Linked DNA regions of Mus musculus: all the other regions are linked to region 5. A link is a contact called in public HiChIP or PLAC-seq data. All regions are on one chromosome and are shown on one strand. Each heading gives the region's core, a stretch centred on a gene start, on an enhancer-like site or on the middle of the called end of the contact. The rest is flanking DNA. Distances are from core to core; before and after follow the strand shown.

What was found. HiChIP or PLAC-seq counts read pairs in DNA pulled down with a chosen protein or histone mark.
Region 1: a contact with region 5 is called in a FOXA1 HiChIP or PLAC-seq map of pancreatic cancer cells. The contact joins two enhancer-like sites. A contact is called at or near these places in 2 of 115 datasets of contacts at active chromatin or transcription factors (cardiomyocytes and pancreatic cancer cells) and 1 of 9 other capture datasets (embryonic tail).
Region 2: a contact with region 5 is called in a FOXA1 HiChIP or PLAC-seq map of pancreatic cancer cells. The contact joins two enhancer-like sites. A contact is called at or near these places in 1 of 15 datasets of contacts at CTCF or cohesin (the NIH/3T3 cell line), 1 of 115 datasets of contacts at active chromatin or transcription factors (pancreatic cancer cells) and 1 of 9 other capture datasets (embryonic tail).
Region 3: a contact with region 5 is called in a FOXA1 HiChIP or PLAC-seq map of pancreatic cancer cells. The contact joins two enhancer-like sites. A contact is called at or near these places in 1 of 15 datasets of contacts at CTCF or cohesin (the NIH/3T3 cell line), 1 of 115 datasets of contacts at active chromatin or transcription factors (pancreatic cancer cells) and 1 of 9 other capture datasets (embryonic tail).
Region 4: a contact with region 5 is called in a CTCF HiChIP or PLAC-seq map of the NIH/3T3 cell line, with 6 read pairs. The contact joins two enhancer-like sites. A contact is called at or near these places in 1 of 15 datasets of contacts at CTCF or cohesin (the NIH/3T3 cell line) and 1 of 484 Hi-C or Micro-C datasets (adipose-derived mesenchymal stem cells).
Region 6: an H3K27ac HiChIP or PLAC-seq map of the NIH/3T3 cell line shows a contact between it and region 5, with 6 times the contacts expected there. The contact joins two enhancer-like sites. A contact is called at or near these places in 1 of 15 datasets of contacts at CTCF or cohesin (the NIH/3T3 cell line), 4 of 115 datasets of contacts at active chromatin or transcription factors (the NIH/3T3 cell line, astrocytes, embryonic fibroblasts and 1 more) and 1 of 9 other capture datasets (embryonic tail).
Region 7: a contact with region 5 is called in a FOXA1 HiChIP or PLAC-seq map of pancreatic cancer cells. The contact joins two enhancer-like sites. A contact is called at or near these places in 1 of 115 datasets of contacts at active chromatin or transcription factors (pancreatic cancer cells) and 1 of 9 other capture datasets (embryonic tail).

Annotation. Positions count from the first base shown.
Region 1 is chr15:62,078,397-62,081,096 of GRCm38.p6, forward strand. The region is part of intron 1 of Pvt1 (Pvt1 oncogene); the gene reads left to right. Among named protein-coding and RNA genes, the nearest start is that of Pvt1, 42 kb to the left of the region's middle. Within about 2 kb of position 1,410, at least 192 of the 459 cell types and tissues checked have an H3K27ac peak or open chromatin away from gene starts, as enhancers often do. A contact at or near this core is called in pancreatic cancer cells, where this site is marked.
Region 2 is chr15:62,260,410-62,263,109 of GRCm38.p6, forward strand. No RefSeq gene overlaps it. Among named protein-coding and RNA genes, the nearest start is that of Pvt1, 220 kb to the left of the region's middle. Within about 2 kb of position 1,287, at least 79 of the 459 cell types and tissues checked have an H3K27ac peak or open chromatin away from gene starts, as enhancers often do. A contact at or near this core is called in the NIH/3T3 cell line and pancreatic cancer cells, where this site is marked.
Region 3 is chr15:62,126,673-62,129,372 of GRCm38.p6, forward strand. The region is part of intron 1 of Pvt1 (Pvt1 oncogene); the gene reads left to right. Among named protein-coding and RNA genes, the nearest start is that of Pvt1, 90 kb to the left of the region's middle. Within about 2 kb of position 1,354, at least 57 of the 459 cell types and tissues checked have an H3K27ac peak or open chromatin away from gene starts, as enhancers often do. A contact at or near this core is called in pancreatic cancer cells, where this site is marked.
Region 4 is chr15:62,221,574-62,224,273 of GRCm38.p6, forward strand. The region is part of intron 2 of Pvt1 (Pvt1 oncogene); the gene reads left to right. Among named protein-coding and RNA genes, the nearest start is that of Pvt1, 180 kb to the left of the region's middle. Within about 2 kb of position 1,293, at least 62 of the 459 cell types and tissues checked have an H3K27ac peak or open chromatin away from gene starts, as enhancers often do. A contact at or near this core is called in the NIH/3T3 cell line, where this site is marked.
Region 5 is chr15:63,065,245-63,067,944 of GRCm38.p6, forward strand. It overlaps Gm41334 (a long non-coding RNA gene), which reads right to left. Exons shown (of 3, transcript XR_875378.1): 2 at 2,674-2,700; 3 at 2,256-2,377. Among named protein-coding and RNA genes, the nearest start is that of Gm41334, 4.2 kb to the right of the region's middle. RefSeq lists an enhancer at 458-2,367. Within about 2 kb of position 1,292, at least 43 of the 459 cell types and tissues checked have an H3K27ac peak or open chromatin away from gene starts, as enhancers often do. A contact at or near this core is called in the NIH/3T3 cell line, embryonic fibroblasts and pancreatic cancer cells, where this site is marked.
Region 6 is chr15:62,286,086-62,288,785 of GRCm38.p6, forward strand. No RefSeq gene overlaps it. Among named protein-coding and RNA genes, the nearest start is that of Pvt1, 250 kb to the left of the region's middle. Within about 2 kb of position 1,411, at least 75 of the 459 cell types and tissues checked have an H3K27ac peak or open chromatin away from gene starts, as enhancers often do. A contact at or near this core is called in the NIH/3T3 cell line, embryonic fibroblasts and pancreatic cancer cells, where this site is marked.
Region 7 is chr15:62,150,511-62,153,210 of GRCm38.p6, forward strand. The region is part of intron 1 of Pvt1 (Pvt1 oncogene); the gene reads left to right. Among named protein-coding and RNA genes, the nearest start is that of Pvt1, 110 kb to the left of the region's middle. Within about 2 kb of position 1,426, at least 39 of the 459 cell types and tissues checked have an H3K27ac peak or open chromatin away from gene starts, as enhancers often do. A contact at or near this core is called in pancreatic cancer cells, where this site is marked.

The DNA of each region.
Region 1 (2,700 bases), core at 160-2,659, 990 kb before region 5:
TCTCAACTTCTGGTCCCTTCCTCCCTCCCTCCCTCCCTCCCTCCCTCCCTCCCTCCCTCCCTCCCTCCCTCCCTCCCTCTCTCCCTCTTTTTTCTTCCTTCCTTCCTTCCTTCCTTCCTTCCTTCCTTCCTTCCTTCCTTCCTTCCTTCCTTCCTTTCTTTCTCTCTCTCTTTCTCTCTTTCTCTCTATTTTTGAGACAGGGTCTCTAAGTAGTCCTGGCTGTCCTTGAGCTTGCTATGAAGGCCAGGCTAGTCTCTAACTCAAAGATTGTCCTGCCTCTGCCTCTCAAACACTGGGGCCAAGGGTATGTGGCCACCATGCCCAGCCTTAAGTGAATGACCTGGATGCTCTTTGATAGTGATCCCTCCAGGGGCTTGGCCCGCCTTTGCTCTAATATAGAGCATGCTCTTCAGCTTGTAGGGCAATGCTCTTGTGACTTTGCCAACCTAGAGGTTGCTGAGAAAGAAAGCAAGTTTCTCACTTCTCCTGGAAGTCTGTATGGAAGAGCTGCAGCAGGAGCTGCACAGGTCCCATAAAGAAGGAATAGAATAGAGGGACTCTGCGGGAGGGGAGGGGCATGCTGATGTAGAGGTCTCCACAGTATATCTTGACTCAAGCTGGTTGTGACAGAAGCTTTCTGTAGGGGTGTATTTGCTGGGCTGAGTAACCAAAGTTGAGTTCTAATAAATAAAGATGAATGAAGAAGGAGGGAAATGTGGGAGGTTGGGGATGGGGGTGGTACAAGATACTCTCTGAGTCTGTGTGCCATTCAGAGTAATTTACACTGGGGGTCCCATTGTGCCCTTGGGCCCAGGCTCTATTTTGCCCCTTTGTTCCCTGTTCTATCCTAGCAGGGATGCTTGCTGACTTCCTGGCCATCCCCACCCCTTCTTGGGTCCTGGATCCTGCTTCCTTTCTCCCCCGCTTCACAATGATCTCATCCCAGCCGGGAAATGGGACTTTTGTTGCCCCTGCCTATTTGGCCTGGCCCAGTGTCAGGCCCATCACGTGCCCCTGCTGGGATACCGAGTGTATGAATCTCAGGCAGTGGGCAAGGCTGGCAGGGGAGGGCATTCCTCTGGACTGAGCTGTGCTGGTAGCTTGGCACACCCCCCCCCCCCCCTTCTAGAAGTGACTCAAAAGCTTTTCTGCATGCTCTTCTAGTGGACTGCTGAGTCATTCTCTGAGTCACAAGTGGTACAGCTGTGTACTCAACAGTGAGCCCTTGTGTGGGACCCAGATGGGCTGTCCTGACTCTTGGGGCATTTAAAGGCAGTTCACACTGGCATTTGACCCTCTCTGTCCTCCTCAAGGACTCTTTTACCCTGATTCCTTTCTAGGCCTATGTGTGTAGGCTAGGGAGTGATACACACCTCGGGCTGCCAGCTAGGATTCAGAATCCAAAAGTTCAATTCAAGTCAGCAGCTGGCTGACAGGCAGGGAGCCAGGGCGGTGATTAAGCAAGCTGGGGCAAGAGTGAAGTAGGGCAGATTCCTGGGCCCTAGGTGCGTCTCAGGAAGATCAGCCAACTTTCTTGTATCGTGCGTGTTTTGGGAGCATCCTGAAGCTACCTTGAGAATTCAATCTTTTTTTTTTTTTTTTTTTTTTTTTTTTTTTTTTTTTTAGTGAACAAGTGGAAGAATTCTTGTGTATTAAATCTCACTGTCCTTATACCCATTTGGTGTTTGAAGGAATGGGGTCTAGTAGATGATACCAGTTCAGAGGCAGAGTGAGAAGCATAAGTCAGAATATCAGAGTATCTAGAATTTGATGCTCAGACCTGCCTGACTCAGTTTAGCACCCCTCCCCCAAACCCCCACCCAATCTGGTTGCCTCGAGTCTTCCTCTTAAGGCAGCTGTCCTGTAGTGCAGGAAGCCAACTCCCAAGGTAAAATGTCTTTAGACAAATAAAAATGTCTTTAGAAGGCCTAGGCTCTCTATGGGGTGAGACTGAATGCTGAGGCCCGATCTGGCCTCTGATAGAGGAGGGCTTTCAACTGTTGGGGGCAGGGAACAGCTAGGAGCTTGGCAGGGAGGACTCTGTATATACTGTATCTGTCCGGTAGCACTGGAGATAGAGCCCTAGCTGACCCTGAGTGGAAAGATGGTTGGTTGCATAGTTGTGCTAGCACAGGACATACTGCAAGGGTTTGGGCTCTAGAACTTTTCCTCTGCTCATGTGGCTTTGGTGGAGTCACCTCTGCCGGCTAGTGCTAGTTCTAAAGCCTAACCCATCCTTTGGGAAGGAGTCTGTTTTATGGCTTCCTAGGTAAGGCTGATGACCCATGTGTTAGTGCTGATGTGAGCCACTTGTGGAAGTGGTCCAGTGTTCAGCCACCACTTATCCACTGGGGCCAGATGGGCTAGACCTCAAAGATCTGTAGGGCAAGATGGAAAACAGTCATCCTTTGAATTCACCAGGAACCTCATGACTAGAGAGATGATTAGGAGGCCATTGTTACCTTCTATGGAAGGTGATGAGTGAGCTGGAAAGAGCTTTGGGTATGGACACGCTTCGAAGGCGGGCATTTTGAATAGTAGCATAAAGGCAGATGGTGATGGGGAAATTTCTAATAGAGTGTTGCTGTAGAACAAGGTTGTTCCCAACCTTCTGATCCCCCCTTCCCTGTCTTCCTAGTGCAGTTATAGGCTATGCCACCAGATTTCTGGTTTTGATAGAAGCTTTCAGAACTCTCTTGT
Region 2 (2,700 bases), core at 37-2,536, 800 kb before region 5:
TGTCCTGGCCCTGTTCTCCCTTGTAAGGTGTTACTTTCATTTCTGTCTAAAGAGAAACTGAACCCACCTGTTAACTGCTGGCCTTTTCTTTAGGGACTGACCTTATGCCCTATAAGAGGGCCAGGGAACTAAAATGGACATAACACAGTAGAGTCTACTTCATAGATTCAAAGGCTGGGATGCTAGGAAGTCCAGGACAGAGTCCAGGAGAGAATAGAGAATATACAGAGTGCTCTTCTTTTCCAGCATCCCAAATGGCACCTTGGTCTTCTTGGAGTCAACTCCCCCATCATTAAAATGGCCACAACAATGTCCACTAATCTGGTTCTCATGGTGGCTGAAGCATGAGATGTCTATTGCTCAGAGCACAACAGAGTTGTTAGATAACATTTAGAATCTTTACTATAGTTTAGATGTGAGACGTTTAAAAAGATCTCTGCTATGTGCTCTTAATCTCTATAATGGTCAACAGCCACCACTGAGAGCTAATTAGGTAGGACCTTGTTTCTGGCCTAGTGAGGGACATCTTCCTAGGCTAAGAAGCATCTGTGAAGTACCTTGAGATCTGGTCCTGGAGGCTGCTTGTCCTGTTGCTAGCCAAGCAATCCTATGGGTCAGAGTCACAGCATAATATAGCTATTAGACAATTTTCTTTTTCTTTTTTCCCCCATCCAGAGAATAATAAGCTCTCAAGTTCCTCCACCTCTAGCACAAGACTACACAGGGATATCTATAGCCTACAGAACTCACTGAGAACCCCATATCTGAGACTCAGGGAAGGAGCCAAGCTCAAGGCTTAGCTTGGTTGGCCAGTCAAGATTTTCAGGTGATCAGTGAGCTTTCTCTGTCTCATTTGTGGTCCATTGTAAATGATCTAGAACTGTTTCTGAGTGTGTAGAGGGTGGCTTACTCTGAGAACACTTTTGCCGGTAGGCTAATAGCTTCCAATGAGAGGTCCTTGAGAGTAGGATCCCTTGTGCTTCTGCCCTGGCCATGGAACTTCAGAGGTCCTGGACCTGTGAGCAAGAACACTGTTGTTTTGTTTTGTTTTTACTCCTAGCACAGGCATGAACTCCTGCACTTGATTCTAGTCCCGCAGAACTTGTATTGCTGGTGTTTGTGAGTGGCTGCTTTCTAGAAAGCAATATCTTTACCCTTGCCCTCTTAGAGGTATACGGGGAGAGAGAATCAGAACTCCAGTTTACATGCAGCTAGAGTTCTGAGGTAAAGTGACTCACTTAGGGCCACCCAGAAAAGAGCAGTTTGGCTGTCCTCCCAGGCCCTCTCCCTCTGATCATCCAAATATGGTAACACATGGTGACACAGAGCCACATGCTCCTCCTGGGTCTTCTGAGGCAGAGAGCTTCCAGGGACACTTTGGAATGAAGGAAATAGAATCCAAGAGACCTCTTTCAGAGACCGCCAAGCAAATCTTCTCAAGAATCCTGGCAGAATGTTGTCATTCTCTCTCTGAAAGGGGTGGCTCTTGGGATACTGTCCAGGTCACTGTGAACACATAGCAGAAGAAATGTCCTCCCAGCCTGCAGGGACCACCTTTTTCCAGGCCTTCCTCTGCTGGAAGCCTTCTTTACTCAACGCTTTCCCCTTTGATAGTCACCTCGACTGACCTTGAAGCCTCCTTCAGTTTTCTCTATACACAGAAACAGAATGTCAGTCTTTTTTTTTTTCTTTTTTCAAGAGTGACATAGAGCATCAATGGGAGGGGAGGTCCTTAGTCCTGTAAAGGTTCGATGCCCCAGCGTAGGGGAATGCTAAGGTAGTGAGGCAGGAGTGGGTGGGTGGGTGGGGGGATCACCCTCATAGAAGCAGGGGAGATGGGGGAATGAGATAGGAGGTTTGCAGAGGGGAAGCTGGGGAGGGGATAAAAATTGAAATGTAAATACATAAAATAACCAATAAAAAAAGAGTGACATATAATCACTAAAGAATATTCAAATAAGCAAAATTAGCCTCCTTTCTTTTCTACTTTTTTCTCCTTGCTTCCCTTCTTCCTTCTTTCCTCATTTCCCCCTCACCTCCCTACCCTTTCCTCCCTCCTTTTAAACTTTTGTCTTTATTTTCTTCTTCCTCTCCCTTCTCCTTTCCTTCCCTCTCTTTCTTCTTCCTTCCTTTTTCCTTTCCTCTTTCTTTAAAAAGTCTTGTTAAATATTTTACATATTTATGCAAATGTGCATTTATTTAAATAGCACCTGGACACCTGCTCTTGGTTCACCACCAGCTTGGTTCTGGTGATCGACACGATGACACAAGATGGATGAGGCTCTGCTCGGCTGAGCATGTGGCCAGTGGCGGACACAGATCCGAGTCAAATTTCAGATGAAACATAAGGAGATAACTAACTTGGGTTTAAGAAGAACAAAGATAAGCAATGAAGGGAAAGAGAATTAAAGCAGAACACATCCACTTGGCATGGGCTTCAACTGAGTCTCTTTCTGGGGACAGGATAGTCAAGCCAAGGTTTGAAGGAGCTGGCAATGCAGGGAAAGGGGAGGTGGGCCCACAGGTTTGAGAGACACCAGGCTTTTATTTTAAAATCACTGTGGCTTCTGAGTGGAGAATGGTCTAAAGAAGGGACTGGAGCAGGGTCAGTGTGTGTGCCTTGGGACTGGGAACACTCAAACAAAGGTTTGCTTAGAAGAGTGGAAGCCCAGAAATCCAAGGGCTTTGGTGCAATGTGGC
Region 3 (2,700 bases), core at 104-2,603, 940 kb before region 5:
TTCAAGAGACAGATTTGTCTTCCTCTCTCATGCCGCCTCCTCCTCCTCCTCCTCCTCCTCCTCCTCCTCCTCCTCCTCCTCTTCTTCTTCTTCTTCTTCTTCTTCTTTTTTCCCTTCCTGTTGTATTTGATACTGAGGATTGAACCCAGTACCTTGTACACATGCTAGGCAGATGTCCAGTCCTGGAAGAATAGCTTGTCATCTCCAGCTCCTGGATGCTAGGATCATAGACATACACTGCTGTGCTGGGCCTGGTGTATATGGTTCTCTTGATCAAACCCAGGCCTTGAACGTGCTAAGCAAGCACTCTGCTATGTAAGCCACATGTAGTTCAACCCACTTTGGTCCTCCATATACTCTCTTTATTTGTGAGATAGACCCTGGCTTGGTAGCTCTGTCCAGTCTTCAAAGTGGGGCCCTCCTGTTCCCTGAGGGCTGGGGTAAGGGGCACAGCATTGTACTAACCTGCTTGTTTTTAACTTGACCTTCTTGTCTACAAATTGGTTTATGGACAGTTTTCTCCTGGCTTCAGGAGGGAGCGTGGGGATAGATGGGCCTTCCTTTCTTTGGATCTCTTGTTTCCTAGTCTGCCTCAACTTGAGAGCCTGCATATCCTTTGAGCAGATCACCTTTGCAAAGCAAACTGAATGAGGGCTCTGGACTCTGATGGTCTCTGTAGCTGAGACAACAGAAAGAACACTAGGCTAGGATCCCAAGGCTGGGTACCTGGCTCCCATGACCCCTCAGGGAGCTGTCTGTCCTCATTGCACAGCCCCTGTCTCATGGCCTCTCTTGGACCACCATCCAAAAGCCCTGGCCTCATGGGGATTTGACCTGTTCAGGAGTGGGAGAGAACACCTCCCCCCCCCCCCCTTACTCTTCACCCTTTGGCCCTCCATTTTCATCCCAGTTTCTCATCTTTACTGCTCTCACCAGCTTGTGGGGATTTCCAAATCCTGTGCCCCTTGCTAAGTGTCTACATCCAGGCAGGGATCGTGTTTCTCCCAGTGACTAAACACAGGGACATATTTACAGATGGAGGATTAACCCCCCCACCCCCACCCCCAATCCTTTTCTCTACTCCATACCCACAGCTTATGCTCAGGTAACCGAGACTCTATGTGGGTCCTTTACATTTGGGATCCTGCAAGCATGCATGGCACAGAGTCTTGCGCAGGGACACCAAGTTGTTGCCACGTGAAAACAAAGCACTCATAAACTCATTGCTAACATCCAGCCCAGCCACATGGATGCCGTACCGATTGCCAGACCTTGTAAACAGCTGTCAGTAAGAGCGTGAAGAGCTAGAACGCGGAACTGACCTCTGTTTGGCTCACTCCGTGCATTCAGTGACACAGCAAATCCCCTTTACAAAGCAAAATGAGGCCACCGTCCCTCTAAGGAGCTGGGCTGAGTAGCTGCTACACAGAAGCCCAGTTTCCCACATTAAAAGATCCATTTTGTTACTTTAAAGAATTACTAGCAAGTATTAATTATTCATAGTCCCCCCCCCCCCCCCCCCCAAGACAGGGTTTCTCTGTGTAGCCCTGGCTGTCCAGGAACTTATTCTGTAGGCCAGGCTGGCCTCGAACTCAAAAATTCACCCACCTCTGCCTCCCAAGTGCTGGGATCAAAAGGCGTGTGCCATCACTGCCCAGCTAATTATTCATAGTAACAGGTTTCATTAGGAGGTTTTTGTACATCTATACTATCAATTTTGATCATTTCATTCCTTTTTCCCTCACCCTGCTGGACCCTTTTTAGTCTACGTGAACCTTGATTGTTCTACTGTTATTACTGTGTGGTGTGTGTGTGTGATGGTATGAATTTGCTTTTGATTGCTTATAGACTCACGGGCAACGAGTTAAGCTGTTACCTAGACTTTTCTGTCCCAGTATGTTCATTAGCTTCTTTGTGTCTGTTTGTTTCGTTTATAATCCCTGACTGCATTCCTGCTTTCTAGAGAGGTGAATGAGTTAATGCACAGGAAGGCTTAGAACAGTGCTTCCTGGCGGATGTATGGTAAACACTCGTTAAATGTTAACTATTGATACTGGTGTGCCTGGAATGCTAGCCGCCACCAGCTGATTTGTGTGCTTGCCAAAAGTTAGTTGTGTTGGTAATTACATATTATATACACAGAGAAACCGGAGTTTCTTATGAGGTGGTCCCTGGAAAACGTAGGCCTTTGGAAAAAGTAGATAACGCTAATTTGTGGGGACATTGTTACCAAATTACTCAGAAGCAAGACAGCTGTGAAAAATGAAGGCATGGTAAAGCTATGGGGAGTCTGCATTCCATACGTTACAGATGACTAAGCTTTGCTTTACTGCAAGGAAACGGAAATCTGGTATTGCAGGTATTCACGTGTGAGTTTGTTTTTTCCTGGGAAAGATAATTTGTACCTATAGTCAGCGGACCAGAGGAAATTGCTTCCCTTCCATTGGTTGATTTGCAAGCAGCTCTCAGACAGTGTTAAGTGCTGGTTCTTTTCAGTATGATCTACATTTGTGTGTGTGTGTGTGTGTGTGTGTGTGTGTGTGTGTGTGTGTGGTGCAGTGCTATTGAGATAAGCTTTCTTTCTGTAGCCCTGGCTGGCCTGAAACTAGCTCCGTAGACCAGGCTGGCCTGGAACTCCCAGAGATCCACCTGCCTCTGGGATTAAAGGTGTGTGTGCACCATCACTACCCAGCTCCAGAG
Region 4 (2,700 bases), core at 43-2,542, 840 kb before region 5:
GGTCCATTCCTATTCCACTCTGCCGTGGGATAAGCTGAGGTCCCCAATGACATCAAGGTCACATGACAGTAGTAAAAGAGACTGAAATTAGAACCAGCCATCCACCCTGACCCATCTTAGTCCTTTTTTCCATAAGTGGCCCACCCACAACACTAAATTTATTTCTCCTTTCTTACTTTCCTCACTTTCAAGTGGACCAAAGAGAGATTCTACAAATGTGATAACTCAGGATGGTTTTGAGTCTGTTATTAATTAACCGCATCTTGTATCCTTCATGTATCTGAAGGATATCTGAAAGATGTCTTAGGTACGGCCACCCTAAGGAGCTGAAGTAGCTCCTAGAGATTGCCTAGCGAAGGGCTGGGTAACTTCTCTCTTCAGTTTTATTAGCTGTGGTTATTGAATTGGGACATCTTTATAAAATGAAATGCTATATAGCTATTTAAAAGAGTCAGCTGGAAAGAAAAGTATATGACTTATGCACATATTAATTAGTTGAATTTAGACTTCTACAATGTGCATATATATATAAAATATGCCATATTATATATACCATATACCAATTATATATACCATAAATATGTGTAATTTTTATTTGTCAATTAAAATTGTTCAATTGTAGTTACTAATGGATCTTGGAGGCAATGCAGAACATGGTTGAAATAATCACTCTAAAGAATAGCACCAATCTTAGCCATGATGACTTGGCTTTTTTAAAGGAGGGTATAAAATAGCAGAGTGTGAGGTTCACTTCCATCTCCTCCTTAACACACAGCCACGGTCCCCCACATCAGCCATTCAATCTACTGCAGACACGGTACCCCTGTCATGTTCTGTTATCTCTGTCTCTTCGCTGACCTGTCAGTCTTTCATGAAGTCTAGTCTAGCACTGCTTACAGATACAGTGAGATTACCAGGGCCAAGCCAGAATGGACATGTAATGGATTGTCCAGGGATACGAATGAATGAACAAATGAATGAACGAATGAATGAATCAATAGAGAAGAGAGAATTTTCCCGCAATTTCTTTCTACCTTCTACTCCTTGAGTGCATGAAGCCAGTATCTAAGTCCCACTCTCCTCTCTCCCTCTTCTGGTCCCATCCCTGCCCCCTTCCTCTCCTTGAGTATCTTGACTCAACAAGGCTTCCTCATCCTTCCCAGGCTTCAGAGAAATCAGGAGCGGTGAATGATCGAAATGGACCTTTGAGATTACAGTGTGGAGCTGACATTGCCAGTTAAGCCTGGGCAGATCTGACTTAATTGATTTAGTTGTTGGAGCAGAGACAACCCAGAGGCTTGGATCAGCCTCCCCATCTGACAGTGTGCTGGTGAGTCAGATCTGTTGGGGTTTGAGTCTGTGCTCTGGGTACGGCTGCCTGGGTGACCTTGGCTGTGTTACTCACCCTTGTTGAATCTCAATTTCCTGATCTGCAAAAGAAGACTTAAGTGCGGCTTTGGAGGTCCTGGTGAGGATGAGCCTTGATAACGCTGGTGCAAATGCCCTTTAGAGACAGCAGGAGGGTGAAAGTGCTTATTGTGTGTAGAGTAGAGGAGGTTGCTGTCATTTCTCAGGGAGGAATCCCAAGGCCAGGTCAGAAGAGGTTATAATTTGACTCTTGTTCTGTTCGATGCACTTCTCAAACTGCCCAGGGTTTGCAGCTTAAGCGCATAAATTATCCTGCTCCAGCAGACCCTGTGTTCTGTAGTGAGCCATATGTTGGAGGAGATAGAGATCCTTATCTAGCAGAGTAATATTACCCAGCAAGGGATGACATTTCTTATCAGAGGCTGAGGAGTCAGAGATAGGAGCTTTTCTTTTCAATGGCTGCCAGACCTCTATGTCCTGGGCTGGCACGGTGGGTGGTGGGAAGGGCTTGATGCCTAGGAGTGGACAGCTGATGCTGTTGCAGGCATCAGCTGGCCTTCATCTCTTATGACAACCAGGCCTGCTAGGCTTGCCTTGTCAGAAGTGGGTCCTTTAGAGATTTTTGCATGTGGATGCTCTGATAGCGACTAGGCAGAGGGGAGTGAGAAAGGAAGAGGGGAACCTCATAATGGTGCAGGCCAACATTGGGTGGAGGCGGAGCCCCAGCCTGTGTCAGGCTCCCCTTTCTAGGAGCACAGGCAATCCCCTGCTGCATGGACAAAGCCTGGCTTTCTATGCAATGGCTCTGTAGGGTAGGGTATCTCTGTTCCTACTAAAACCAAGCTGTTGGAACGCTTCTATGCTCCTCCCAAGTCAGCTTCCTAGAGGCTCTGTGCCTTGTGCTCTGTCCTGGAAGTTGAGTTGTATGGATGCATCCACAGGGTGACTGAACTGTGAAATGCTCAGCTTCTATCGGGAGGACAGACCTGGAGTTTGTTCTCCCTCTGACACACTGCTGGTACTTTCCTAATTCAGACAGTATCTACACAGAAGGTCTACACAGAACGTGCCATCCCTGTGTTACTTGCCAAGTGGTCCCCTTAAAGCCTCAGTTTCTTTGTCTATAGCAGGATGAAGTGATGTCAGATCTTTCTATCTCTCCCATGACTAGTTTTGAGGGTCTCAATTTCAAGGCCATGGCTTTCTGAAGGAAAAGAGTTTATGCAGACCCCGAGACCTGTTCTGAGGAAAAGCTCACTGCAGATGGGGTACCATCATGGACCTGGTTGACTCCATGCTTTGGGAATGTGACTTGTATAAAAGGCCCACGAT
Region 5 (2,700 bases), core at 42-2,541:
AGATGTCCTTTTTCTTCCTGAATGCGAAGCTTAGATTCTTAGTCAGTCATCCTACATTTGGCAGTTGAATAACCATTGGGACAATGTGTATGCTATGGTATCATCAGATCATTTGTTGAGGTTAATGGTAAGATAACTACAATAAACCAGTTCAGGAAGTATTTTAAATCCATAGATTCTGAACTGAAAATTTGAACTATATGAACATCATAAGGTTATTTGGGAAATTTAACATGAAGATCTGAATCTTTGGTTCTTGCTAATGTAGAATGATGGGAGTCAGTCCGTGGATGAGTCTTATGAAGATTTTTTTTTTTTTGGTTTTTCAAGACAGGGTTTCTCTGTATAGCCCTGGCTGTCCTGGAACTCACTTTGTAGACCAGGCTGACCTTGAACTCCGAAATCCGCCTGCCTTTGCCTCCAAAGTGCTGGGATTAAAGGCTTAAGCCACCACACTGGGCACGTTATGAGGATTTTAAGTGAGAGAATTTAAGGTGTAAGTTATAAGAAGCTACCATTTTTACTAGCAGTAAGTGTACTGTTACAAATAGGACCCAGGTAATAATCTCTGATATTCATGATTCTGACAAAAGCATTTCCAACAAGGTTTTGAGAAACTATATAGTATGTAGCAATACAGAAAACAGGAAAGTACTACATTTGTCATAGACAACTATTTCTTCCTCCTTAGCACTCCTCTCTCATTAGGATAAGAAGACATCCTGGGCAGGGTCAGCTAATAGCATTCTACATGAGGCCCTACTCTAAACCAAACTCACTGTCTTTGCTATCAGCAGCCGGCTCCCGATGTGTGTCAATTACAAAGAGAGCAGGGCTCCAAAGACCATGAAGCCCAAATGTGGTTACTGAGCAAACAGGGCTATTTGAAGTGCATTCCTTTCTGCTGAGCTTGGTGTCAGTAAAAAGGAACTCTCTTTTCCTATAGCAAGACCCTCATGTCCTAGTGAGGTTTCAGCCAAGAGTTGTGCAGTGTTGGCAGTGAGGGAGGGACTGGTGGCCACTTGAAATTCTCAAGTCCATGTCCCCAAACACTAGACAGAAAGGCCCTTATTTTTGGCTCCATGCCCTTCTCCAATTTCATTTCCACTGAAGAGTGGCCCAAGCTCTGTGATCTGTTCCATCAACACTGTGGCTAAAATTAAATTTCAGAGTCCTAGTGCAGAATGAGCTGAAGTCTTTTCTAAAGTGCATTCACCCCTGCTGTGTGAGTGTTCTTTACTAAGGAGATGTCAAGAGGGGAGTGTCCTCAACAGGATTTGTTTCTGGGAGAAAAGTAGGAGATTTACACAAGTTTCACTAGACTTTGAGGGGTTAGGAGATGACTAAGTCCTAACCTCAAGATACTTACTTTCTTTTGCAAAGTCTTAGATGTAGATCACAAATTCTACTATGAAGCAGGCAAAATTTCTTAACTGAATAACTAACACAATAACAACAGAGATTCCTATCTGACTCAGTTCTTGACCAGTAGCCCCTTTTATAGATATTGTCTTTCTTGACCTTTATAACATCCCTGTATTTTATGGGATCATGGTCCCTCCATTTGAAACCTGAACAAACACATGCTCAGAAAAACAAAAGCATATTAGTCAATTTAAATGAGTCCAGGATTGCTGTATGTCTTCTTGTCTCAAAATACTACACTGTTTCCTCAAGTAAAATGCTATTCTAGGACAGAGTCCGGAGAATTTTCATAGGGAGAGGTAGTGTTATATCAAATGGCCAGAATTAAAAACATAACATTTTGTGACTTTTTTCTCTATTCATCTGTCTACAAGCCAGATAGCATAGTAATTAGCAAAAGATTTGTTTTCCAAAGGAAGTTAACAACCCTTCCCTCTATCTCTACAAACAATTGTTGATAATGTACATAGTCATTTCTCGATCTCAAACAGTTGCCTAGTCCCTGTACTGCCTGTTACACAATTCAAGATAAGCCCTGTGTGGCAAATCATTGGAAAGCCCCTTCCATCTAGTCAGAAAATTCAGCCAAAGGTAAGCAAACAGTTTGGGAAGATTCCAGAATCCTGAAGTAAGCATGCGATTTAACAGTGCAAGTGCTCTTACACACCATTCAAGGGCCATGACTAACTTCCTGTAAGGCACTTACAAAGTCTCTTGCAAATGGAGGCAGTGGTATTTTGTGTCATTGTTTCTCCTGACTGAAAATAGCCTTTTATTCAGTAACATGCAAGAGGAAATAGATGATCTAGCACATACACTAGGAAATCCTGTGAGCTCCTCACTTATCGGTTTATTCTGTCTATTTTTGATCAATACACCTTACATATTTGGTGAGGAGGCAATGACTCCAAATAAGTGTGCTTATTGCTTGGTGATCTGCCACTCTTGAGGTCTGTAAGATACAGTAATTAGAACATCATTTAAGACGTTTATTTCCTCTTTTATATCAGAAAAATCTATGCTATATAATATGAAATAAAGATTCAATTACAGAGGTTTGAACTTGTGTCAGGGCTTAACCCATTGTCCTGTTCTTTGTTTGTTTGTTTTTATTTGTTTTTGTTGTTCTTAAATGTACATTTTCAATACCTCTACCACAAATATAATATAAAATACTATATTATTAGACACTTTTCTTGTTGCTGTGGCCAAAAGCAACCTTAAGGATGAAAAGAATTTTTGACTTACAGTTACAGGAGAGAAATTCCATCCCAA
Region 6 (2,700 bases), core at 161-2,660, 780 kb before region 5:
CAAGTAAATTGTGTTGCAAACCTTCGAGATTGGCTGTATGACCACCACATCTGCTCTGCAAGGAAACACCCATCTCTACATCATAATGTGAGATTGGCTTGTGCAGAATGGCTTTTCAGCCCAAAGCTCCATATGGAAATAGTATGTTTGACATGCTGAAAGTTTAGATCCATAGTCCAGTATCACTGCCTTGACTCGAAATATGTTATCCTCCAAGGTTTGAAAGTGTGAAAATTGGAAAAATTAGCTTATCATAAAAGGTAAATGATTTTCTTTGTAACACGTTTGCATATATCACCATTTGTTGACCACCCCCCACTGGTCTCACCTGTCTCTCTGTACATCACATATATTTTATTATCCTCTCTTAGTGCGTCTCCTACTTCCTTTCCCTCCCCTTCAGGGCATCTCCATAGTCTCCTTTCTACCTTTGTGCCTTACAGAATACCTGTATGTATGTGTGTTAAGTGTTGCTTTAAAACCATAACAATCATACTGCTACTGCCCAGAGCAGTGAATGCTCTGCCAAATTATCTTATTTGGTTTTCGACAAAAGCCTCACGAGGCAGGTAGTTTAATTTCCACTTCCCAGACTAATAAAAAACAGAAGTTCAGGACTGTTCCGTAATGCATTCACAACCACACATGCAAGGAGAGGGTCAAGATTGAAGCCAGCATTCCTCTCGTGCACAGACCCTAATCTCATTACTTTTTACTCATGCATTTCCTCCCCGAGCTGGATACTAACCAGCTGAGCCACATACCTTACTCAACAGCGATGGCTGCAAATACTTTTGTCTGCTTATATGTAAAGCAAGCTACTTAGGAGACAGTGAAAATGACATTAGACATAATACAGAGGCAGAGTCTGTGTGCAACTGTGTCTTGAATGCTTAGATGAGATGTTTTCGTTTCTGTATGCTAGGATCTACAAAATGCATCCCGTTGCTTGAGCCCACTTGTTACGAGGACCTATTCACAGTAGTCACTCAGCTGTATCAAAAGGTCATGAAAAACATCCTGTGGAAAGGCTTTTTTTTTTTTTTTTTTTTTTTTTTTTTCTGGGCAGAGGATCTAGAGTATTTATGAGTCACTTGAAGGCTCTGTTTCCCTCTAGAGATGAGACATTCTAATTCTCCCATCTGTTGAGTTTGACTTACCACTTTCCCCAGAGGAGTCTTGGAGGCAAGGAGAAATCATGCTGACTAAATGGTGGTTGAAATTTGTAGGGTGACTGTTCAGTTTAGCAGAGAATAACTAGAAGGCACACTGTATCACCGCATTTGAAAAATCATTAAAAATGTTCCTGCTTCACATTCCTGTGGCTCCTTAAACTCAACCCTCCAGAGGACCTTCCTCCCTCCCCCTGCCAGCTAAAGCTGTGTCATTCTGAGCTGTGGCTATTGGTCATTTCCTGTCTCATCCATCCAAATGCTTGTTTTATTATGACTGCCATGAGAATGGGCTCTGAGCTAGGGACTGGGTTTCACAGCCATTGGCGGATGTGTTTCCTCCAATGTGGGAGCAGAGGGAAAGAATGCGGGATTCGCCTTCAGGAACCTGCATGCAGTCACCAGCTCTCTGCTAGCACTTGTGCTCATGGGTGTACTACTCAAGCATGTCTCTTTCAAACTGTATTTCTTTTTTGAGTACTTAGAATATATTAGTCCTCTGCTAGATATTGGGAACTGGAAGTACACAAAAATACAATAAAAATAGATCCTCCTATTTTTAGAATTCTGCTCTGATGGGAGACATAAAGTACACTAATAAAATTAGTACAGATGTATGTTGGTAAAATGTATGCTTTGCATGTGCTAATTTAGAGAAGGAAGCATGGGGTTTTGCATAGTATAGTTTTCTATATTAGACAACTATAATGACATGAAATCAGCTTTAAAATAAGCCTTTCTCCACTCCTTTCTTTCCCTTTCCCTCTCTCCCTTTCTCTGATCATCAAGTTCTGTCAATGTATCTGGTAGTGTTGATGTTTATTTTTTTAAAAAATTAAGATCTTTTTTTTTTACTTCATTTAAAGTGTCTGAGATTTTGGCCTTCAAGTATGTACGTGAATTCCTTGCTCATGCCGATGGGTGGTTGTCAGCCACCCTCTGAGTGCTGGGAACTGATCATGGATCCTCTTCCGGAGCAGGAAACAGACTTAACTCTTGAGCTGTGTCTCTAGCTCCCTTGATATGTATTTTGCTAAATAGTAATGGAGACATTCATGCTTGCTTCTGCTTACTAGCATGATAACTTTTGTATTCATTCATCTTTTCTCAGTTTGTATCTTAGTATCAAGTACGTGTCTTATATGAAGGATACAGTCATTCCTTGGGTGCCCTTTGCTTGGAATCTTTAGTGGGTTCAGAGAATGTAATTGTTGGTTTGGTTAGATTCGGGTTAGCCATATGGCTCCATGCTCTGCCATTCATCTCAGGCACTCACTTTCTGTGTTCTCATTTGTCAGGAACTTTTCAGCATTTAATATCTTACTCCGCCTCGTGCTTATATTTCTTTGGTGGTTTTCTAGTGATTATTTTCTAGGAATTATAGTTTGCTTCTTTGAGTTAATGTTGAACGAGGAAACCTGTTTTTATTCCACTTTCAGTTTTGAAAGAAGAGACTTGGTTCATGATTTGGCTTTTCCCTTCCTTTATCTTCCTGTCTCCCTCTGTCTTTCTTTCTTTTTTTTTTAAT
Region 7 (2,700 bases), core at 176-2,675, 910 kb before region 5:
TGTAATCCTCACACCTCACATAGCTAAATCAACAGGGGATGGCTTTTGGGAAATGACTTGTACCTATGAATCTGTCCTTTCCTCCCCGGCTCTGTCTAATCTTTCTTTCCATGCACAGTTCCCAGGGCTCTGGCATTCTCTGCCTGTTTTCAGAGGCATCTCTCATTATTGACCAATGTCAGACCCTAGGGAACGGAGAATAGCGCTAGCCCTGGACTTTCACAGCACTACTTACGGGAAAATGCATCACCCAGAGTGTTGGCCAGCCAAGGCACCAACCCAAGCCAGCCCTGCCCGGGTGGTTAGGTGCACTGGCCGCCTTAGTCACTGGCCAAAGACACTATACTTACTCTAGCCTTAGCCGATCCCACCTCTCTGATGGCTGAATTCCTGGAAAAGCTTTACGCCATGAGACATGGATTTTCCTTCTTGCTATATAACTGGAACCTTCATTTACTGAGTGCATGATCAGTGTCAGGGACTGTATTGAGCCTTTCTGACATAGCTTGTGAGTGTGTGTGTGTGTTTGCATATTGGTGCCCATTTGTGTGTTGATGTTAGAGGTCTACATTGAGAATCTTCTGCAATCCTTTTTTTCCCTTTTAAAGATTTATTTTTAAGACTAGGCATGGTGGCTCACACCTTTAATTCCAGCACTCCAGAGAGGGAGGCAGGAGGCAGGAGGCAGGAGGCAGGAGGCAGGTGGATCTCCTTGTGTTCAAGGCCAGCTGGTCTATATAGTGAGTTATATCCATGAAAGCCAGGGCTATCTAGAGAGAGAGAGAGAGAGAGAGAGAGAGAGAGAGAGAGAGAGAGAGAGAGAGAGAAAGACACGTTCAAACAAAAGTTGTTTTTGATATTTTAAATTTGATGTGTTTTTATGTGCGCTGGCATGTGTGTACGAGTACAGGTGGCCACAGAAGCCAGGGGCACTGGATCTCCTGGAGCTAGAGTTACAGGCAACTGTAAGCAGCACAGAGATTATAGAAATGCACTACTATGCCTGGCTTTTTACCTGTGGGCTGGGCATCTAAACTCTCAGGTTATCAACGCTTATATGGAAAACGCAACTGAGCTGTCTCTTCAGCAATCCTATGTTCCAGCCTTTCATCTGATGCTCCTTCTAACCTGATCTGGTCTCCTTCTGACTGGTTGGGATGCTAAGCTCTCAGCTCGGAAGCATGAGAGCTAACAGGAGAAAGTACTCTCATCAATATCAGGTGTCAAATATGTCCTGGGGTAATGAGTCAACCTGAAATGGCATGCTGTTCTTGTTGGCCCTTTGTACACAAGGAAAGATTAAGACCTGACTCATGGGTGCCATTAGCAGCAGGCTTTATAGCCACAAAGCCGTAGTGCCTTATGGGGAAGGTAAGCGTGGTTTCCCCAGTTGGGCCAAACTTGGGGCCTCAGACTCTTTGTAACTGTTCTACACTATCACTGATAAAGCCTGGGGCGGCACTCTCCTTAAACAAGTTCCAGGGGACCAATAGAGTCATCATGCATACAGAAAATTTGCTTAAGGAACCCTCTAGAGAAGAGCTAATTGCAGGAGGAAGAGGAGATAGGCAGTTAGTAACTCAGGAAGAGAGGACTAAAGATGGATCAGGGCAAGACAGCCATCAATCAACCCATAGGATCTTGGCCTGGAAGACCTTCTTCCAGTTATGTTCTCATAAGTTCTTAGTATACAAATCCACCATGAGGACTTGCCCTGGGTTCTAGTCCCTCCCCAGTATACATTGTCATAGGGGAGCAAGCATCCTCAGGGTCAATGGAGCCAAGATGGCTCCTGACCACACTGAGTACCACGGAGACATGATCTCACTCCATTGAGCAATGATCTGGGAATCTGAACCCTAGTAGGCTGAATGGGGAACTAGGACTTCCTGAGAGAGAGAGAGGAAGTGTCACCCATTATGCTTCTTCTATCCTCTCATGCACTCCGAAATCCCATATGGCTCCCTGCACAGAAATGTTCACAAGGGTGTCCTTGCCATACTAAAACCTGGTAGTCACTTCAGGGGTAGATCCGTGAATCCCGGGTAGGAGCCCAGGGTAGGTCAAGGCTTACATAGGCCTTAGGATGGTGAAAAAGACAGGGGTAGTTCATGGAGCCCTTGTACAGAACAGATAGTAAGAGATTCCAGCATGGCCTTGGGGTGAGGGCTGAAAAGTTATTCTCAGTAGGATAAGCCAAAAGGCATTTCAAAATTAATGAGCGGGTCTTGCGGTATATAATTCAATGGTATAACATTTACCTAGCAGACATGAGGACCCACGTTCAATATCTAACCCTGAACCAAACAGATGAAATATAGGTGTTTATTAGAGGAACTCGGGGATAATAGCACTGGCCTTTCACAGTTACTTCCCTTAACTCTGCATGACCCCCACTTGCCTCCAGAAGAACACTGGTTTGCCTATCTGTGGTCTGGGAAGCCCTTTGGACTGCCAGGTGGGTCCTGGGCTGATCTCCCAGGCTCTCCTTACTCTGCTCCATTCCTTAGAAAAATAAAACAAAACAAAACAACAACAACAATGACAAAAAAAAAAACAACAACAAAAAACAAAACAGGATTCAGTTAGTGTTGCTGCAGCAAATTTATTTAAAAACCAAACCAAACCAAACCAAACCAAACAAGTTTCAAACAAAAAGCATTTCCACCTGTGATGCCTGGCTTTCGAGGGATCAAAGAT